Regions from separate parts of the Macaca mulatta genome. Here region 2 is linked to region 1. Evidence: chromatin contacts called from public Hi-C data. All regions are on one chromosome and are shown on one strand. The core of a region is the stretch at or near the end of the contact, and the rest is flanking DNA. Distances in the headings are between cores, read along the strand shown.

Evidence for each region. Hi-C and Micro-C count contacts between places; a contact is called where the count stands out from the background.
Region 2: a contact with region 1 is called in a Hi-C map of fetal cortex germinal zone, with 2.0 times the contacts expected there. The contact joins the promoter of TCTN1 here to the promoter of VPS29 in region 1. A contact is called at or near these places in 2 of 14 Hi-C or Micro-C datasets (fetal cortex germinal zone and fibroblasts).

What each region holds. Positions count from the first base shown.
Region 1 is chr11:117,677,382-117,680,081 of T2T-MMU8v2.0, reverse strand. VPS29 (VPS29 retromer complex component) reads left to right here and starts at 1,319. Exons shown (of 4, transcript XM_077955088.1): 1 at 1,319-1,396. It overlaps RAD9B (RAD9 checkpoint clamp component B), which reads right to left and starts at 1,245. Exons shown (of 12, transcript XR_013401392.1): 1 at 1,062-1,245.
Region 2 is chr11:117,797,026-117,799,725 of T2T-MMU8v2.0, reverse strand. TCTN1 (tectonic family member 1) reads right to left here and starts at 1,323. Exons shown (of 16, transcript XR_013401390.1): 1 at 1,077-1,323.

The DNA.
Region 1 (2,700 bases), core at 70-2,569:
AATCTGAAGAGGTTTTAATAGCTTGATATCGAAGTCACAACAAGTCATGAGTGAGAAATCAGGGGTATTCAACATACATCTCTGATGTTTGAGGGTAGCCAGACTTCCCCACCACAAAACATATTTAGGGCGGGAAAACACACTAGTCTGATCCCGTATGACACTGTTAATGTTCATTTTTTTTTTTTTTTTTTTTTTGAGAGAGTCTCACTCTTGACACCCAGGCTGGAGTGCAGTGGCGCGAGCTCAACTCACAGCAGGCCTCGACCTCCCAGGCTCAATCGATCCTCTCACCTCAGCCTTCCAAGTAGCTGGGATTACAGGAGCCTACCCCGTACCCGGCTAATTTTTGTATTTTTAGTAGAGACGGGGTTTCATCATCTTAGCCAGGATGGTCTCGAACTCCCGACCTAAGGTGATTCACCCACTTTGGCCTCCCAAAGTGCTGGGATTACAGGCGTGAGCCAAGGCGCCCGGCCTAATTTCCATTTTGAAAGCGCCGTTTACAATACTAATAGTTTTTGTACATTCCAGCTATTACTGGGCTCTTTACATGCATTTCCATTTCACTGACTCCAAACAAACTCTGTGACGAAGGTGCTCATTACCCCCGTTTCGGTTTTAGAGACCGAGCCCCAAAGAGATTTAGTGACTTTTCCAAGGTCAAACATTTTTAAAAATGGTAGAATCTGGGGGGAAAAAAAACCAAACAGGTTAATGCTTTTCTCTTGGCACAAAAAATACTTTTACTGTCCAAGCATTATTTTTTTATCTCAACTCCTCCCCATGCAGTCCTCAGCTTCCCGAGTTTGTGGCCCCATGGTACAAACCTATTTCCCGGATACCACCCATATTACATCTGCCTTTAAGTAACACGAGATGGGTCCTCATGCTCCCCTCAGAAGCTAACAGGACCTTCAGTGGGTGGGACTGTGGCCAGGGCGTGCGTCCTCAGTCCTTGCACATAAAGGCAAAGAGGAAAAATTAGACGACGGTAGGGACGACCTATTAACGTCTGCTTTTCCCTCTGCTAAATGGGAAGACAACAAAGGCCGCTCCACCTTTCACCTGACTGCCGCTCATCACGCACTTCAGCATGGCTACCACACGCTCTAAAAAGCAGGCCCGGAAGGCGCGCCTCAGCTCGACGGCCCAGGTGCCCGGATGTTGCCCGCGCTTTTCGAAGCTTCTCGATCTTGTCTCTGCACTCCACCACCCCGCCTCCACAAGTTCCCAAACTGCTTTACAGCGGGGAAGGGCCCGTGTGGGCCTCCGTACGGCAATTTCTGTCGCCCTCTGTGCTCATTGGTTGCGGTTAAGTAGGCGGGTCGCCGAGGAGCCTGAGGAAGAGGGCGGCGGCGGCGGTGGTGACTGAGCGGAGCCCGGTGACAGGATGGTGAGGGCTGCAGCTGTGGCGACAGAGGCCTGGCTCTCGGCTGGGGTGCTGCGTTGTTGGGAGCTGTGGGGAGTCCCAGGAGGAGGGATTGGGAAATCCCGGAGGCCTCGGCGTCAGGGCCTACGCGCTGGCCTGGGAAAGGCCCAGGAAGAGGGCTAGGGAAGGAAGGGAGCGGCCACCTCTGGGTGCGGCTGGCCTAGGTCTCGTATCCCGGCCCCAAGGGGCCAGAGGCCATCCAAAGAGTAAAAAGGCCCATCTAAGCTGCCCGACCTGTCACGAGACCCGCACTCCCGAGCCAGGGAAGGCCATTGATTCTATACCTCGAGTGTTCCGGGGATAGGGGCACGGTCCTCCTCTGTTTCCAGACGTTTCCTACTCCTTTCCCGCAAAAAAGCATCTCCCGCTGGTTGGGGTGTAGTGGTGGAAGCTGGCCTCTCGAATGCAGAACGGGAAGTAGCGAGCAGAATTTCGTACCCGTTTAAGTTTCCCATCTAGGGAAAGGGAATAAACGACCCTCTTCGCCCCTGAAATAACATCCAGCTGCCATTGAAATGAACAGGTGTGCGCTCAGAGGGCGGGATTTGGCGCTTGCAATTGCTGGAACTACTTCTTTCCACGGGTTGCTACGCCCCTTTAGGGTAGGATTCCTTAATGATGTGTGAACTCCTTGAAATTGTTAGGAAATTTTTATGAATATATACATTTTTTCTGGGGAGAATGCCGGTGTTGGAGACTTGCCTAGTCTCCAGCCACCTTCAAGCAATCACCCCTTCACCCCCAGTAGGTTGGTGCCCCTCAGACCTTCCTACATAAAAATTGGGGGCCTCTACTAGAGAGGCCTTATAGCTGTAATCGTATTTTTCTTCTTTTTTTTTTTTTTGAGATGGAGTCTCGCTCTGTCGCCCAGGCTGGAGTGCAGTGCCGCGATCTCGGCTCACTGCAACCTCTGCCGCCCAGATTAAAGCCTCAGCTCCTGCCTCAGTCTCCCGAGTAGCTGGGATTACAGGCGCCCACCACCATGCCCGGCTAAATTTTTGTATTTTTAGTAGAGACGGGGTTTCACCATGTTGGTCAGGCTGGTCTCTAACTCCCGACCTCAGGTGATCCACCCGCCTCGGCCTCCCAAAGTGCTGGGTTACAGGCGTGAGCCACCGTGCCCGGCCTGTAATCATATTTTCTTTTTTTTTCTTTTTTTTTTTTTTTTTTTGAGACGGAGTCTCGCTCTGTCGCCCAGGCTGGAGTGCAGTGGCGCGATCTCGGCTCACTGCAAGCTCCGCCTCCTGGGTTCACGCCATTCTCCTGCC
Region 2 (2,700 bases), core at 74-2,573, 120 kb before region 1:
CTCAATCCACACAACTGGAAAATTTTAAAAACTTTGAGATCATGAACCACTTTAAGAATCGGCTGCTATGAACTCTCATCTCAGGAAAAGGCATATTCACAAAGTTTTGCACTCAATCTTAGAGGGTCACAGTCATTCTCTGAAGTCATCCACGTCAATTTTTTTTTTTTTTTTTTTTTTTTTTTTTTTGAGACAGTCTTGCTCTGTCGCCCAGTCTGGAGTGCAGTGGTAATTACGGCAACCTCTGCCTCCTGGGTTCAAGCTATTCTCCTGCCTCAGCCTCCCGAGTAACTGGGATTACAGGCATGCACCACCATGCCCGGCTAATTTTTCTATTTTTAGTAGAGACTGGGTTTCGCCATGTTGACCAGGCAGATCTTGAACTCCTACCTCAAGCAATCCACCCGACTTGGCCTCCCAAAGTGCTGGGATTACAGGCGTGAGCCACGGCGCCAGCCAAACGTCAAATTAGATTATAAAATATTTCCACTAAATGTGTAATTCTAGAATTAGACAATCATTTTCTGAAAAAAAAAATGTTAATTATCCCTAAATATGACTCCTAAGAAGTGAGCATAACCCCTCCCTCCATGGCTTCCCACCTCCAATTCAACACAGGAGGAATCCTGGGTTTTTAGAATTCAGGTCAACAGACAAGCGTCTTAACCTAGTCACATTTAGTAAGATAGACCTTTGGCCTCTCTTTAAGTGAAAGTTCCATGCAGCCTAGGCACCAATTTCCACCATTGTCTCGACTTAATTTCGTCTTGGGCTGCAAGGATTCATTCATTATTGCTCTTTGCATTACTGTTGTCTGGGATCACTTCAAGTATTTTCAAAGGTCTGATACCGTACCACTTAAACTCTCTGAGACCCGGTTTTCTCATTTACATGACAGTGATAGTAAGAGCTACCTCTCAGGGTTATTGTTTAAAGAACGGACGTTTATGGAACACTTAGTGTATGCACACAGTAAGTGCTCAATAAGCGTTAGCTATCATTATTACGTCCTCACCCGGGCTGCCCCCTTGAGGTTGGATCCCTGTGGACCACAGGAGCTGGCACATAGTACCCACCGTCCGTGACTGGGGTAGGCCTGGGGCCGGAGGAGGACCCTGGTGCTCTAGGAGTACCAGGGGGCCTGGTCGACGGGAAAGGTCCGAAAGTCGCCAGGGCTGCCTCGGTGGAGTTGAGGCCCTCTGTCGTCACCGCCGGGGTGGCTTCGGTCTGGGCGCTCACGGAGGCCCAGCAGCTCAGGAGTACCACCAAGAGCGGCGGGAGGCCTCGCGGCCTCATCTTCCAGCGGGTCCCAGCTACGCCCGCGCCAGGGACCGCGCGTTGCCCGGCAACCGCTACACCCAGGCGCGAGGCATCACGGGAAGCGGCTTGCTAAGCCGCGAGAAGCTGCCGGAGACTGACGGGGGCGAAGCCTGGATGAGGCAGGGGGCGGATCCTGGATGAGGCCAGAGGGCGGAGCCTGGGTGAGGCAGCGATGGCAGGCACTAGGGCGAGCACTAGTGAGCGGCTGTGAAGCTGGCATAAACGAGAGGCGTGTAAATCCCAGCTGTGGTTCCCAACCGGTCTGCGGCGCTTACTTAAAAAATGTGGATTTTCTGTAGTTCCAGCTACTCGGGAGACTGAGGCAGGAGAATCGCTTGAACCCAGGAGGTGGAGGCTACAGTGAGCCGTGAGCGTGCCACTGCACTGCAGCCTGGGCGACAGTGCGAGACTCTGTCTCAACCAAAAAAAAAAAAAAAAAAGACGGATTTCCAGGTACCACCTCAGGAGATCCTGAGTCAGTAAGTCTAGGACAGGACCCAGGAATCAGTTTTTGGGGGATTTTTTTGAGACAGGGTCTCACTCGACATGTCGCCCAGGCTGGAGTGCAGTGGTTCGATCTCGGCTCATTGCAGCCTCGACCTCTGGGGCTCAAGCAATCCTCCCACTTCAACCTCCTGAGTAGCTGGGAACTCATGCGCGCGCCACCATACCCAGCTAATTTTTGTATTTTTTTGTAGAGACGAGGTCTCCCTCCGTCGCCCGGGTCTCCCTCCCAGGCGTCGCCCAGACTGGTCTCAAACTCCTGGGTTCAAGTGATCCACCTGCTTCAGCCTCTTGAGTCCTGAGTAGTTGGGATTACAGGCATGAGCCACCACTCCCAGCCAGGAATAAATATTTTTAACAAATGTCCCGACACAAGCAGATGAGTTGGATGGAAATTTGGGAAGCGCCGTCTCAACACCACTAATGTGGGTGTTTCAAAGGAGCATAGGGATCTGTGAGATCACTGTCCCTGAATTCTCTCTATCCCAGACTCTGTCAACACTGGCTTCACCTTTTTTGTTTTAGCTGCATCTCACAAGGTTGCCACATAACTTCTGTCTGCTGTATTGTGATAAAGGGGACAAATGAACACTTAATAACTTTTATTATCATTATTTTTTGTAGCGAGGGGGTCTCACTATGCTGATCAGGCTAGTCACAAACTCCTGACCTCAAGTGATCCTCCCACCTCAGCCTCCCAAAGAGCTGGGATTACAGGCATGAGCCACCACGCCAGGCCTAAGAACTTTTTTAAAGACAAAAATCTTTCACAAAAATTAAGTAAAATAATTTAGACATCTTAAAGGGGAAAACAAAGCAAATCCACTGTAATGCTACAAAATGACCTGGAGACCCTAAGATTTAGGAAAGCCTGTC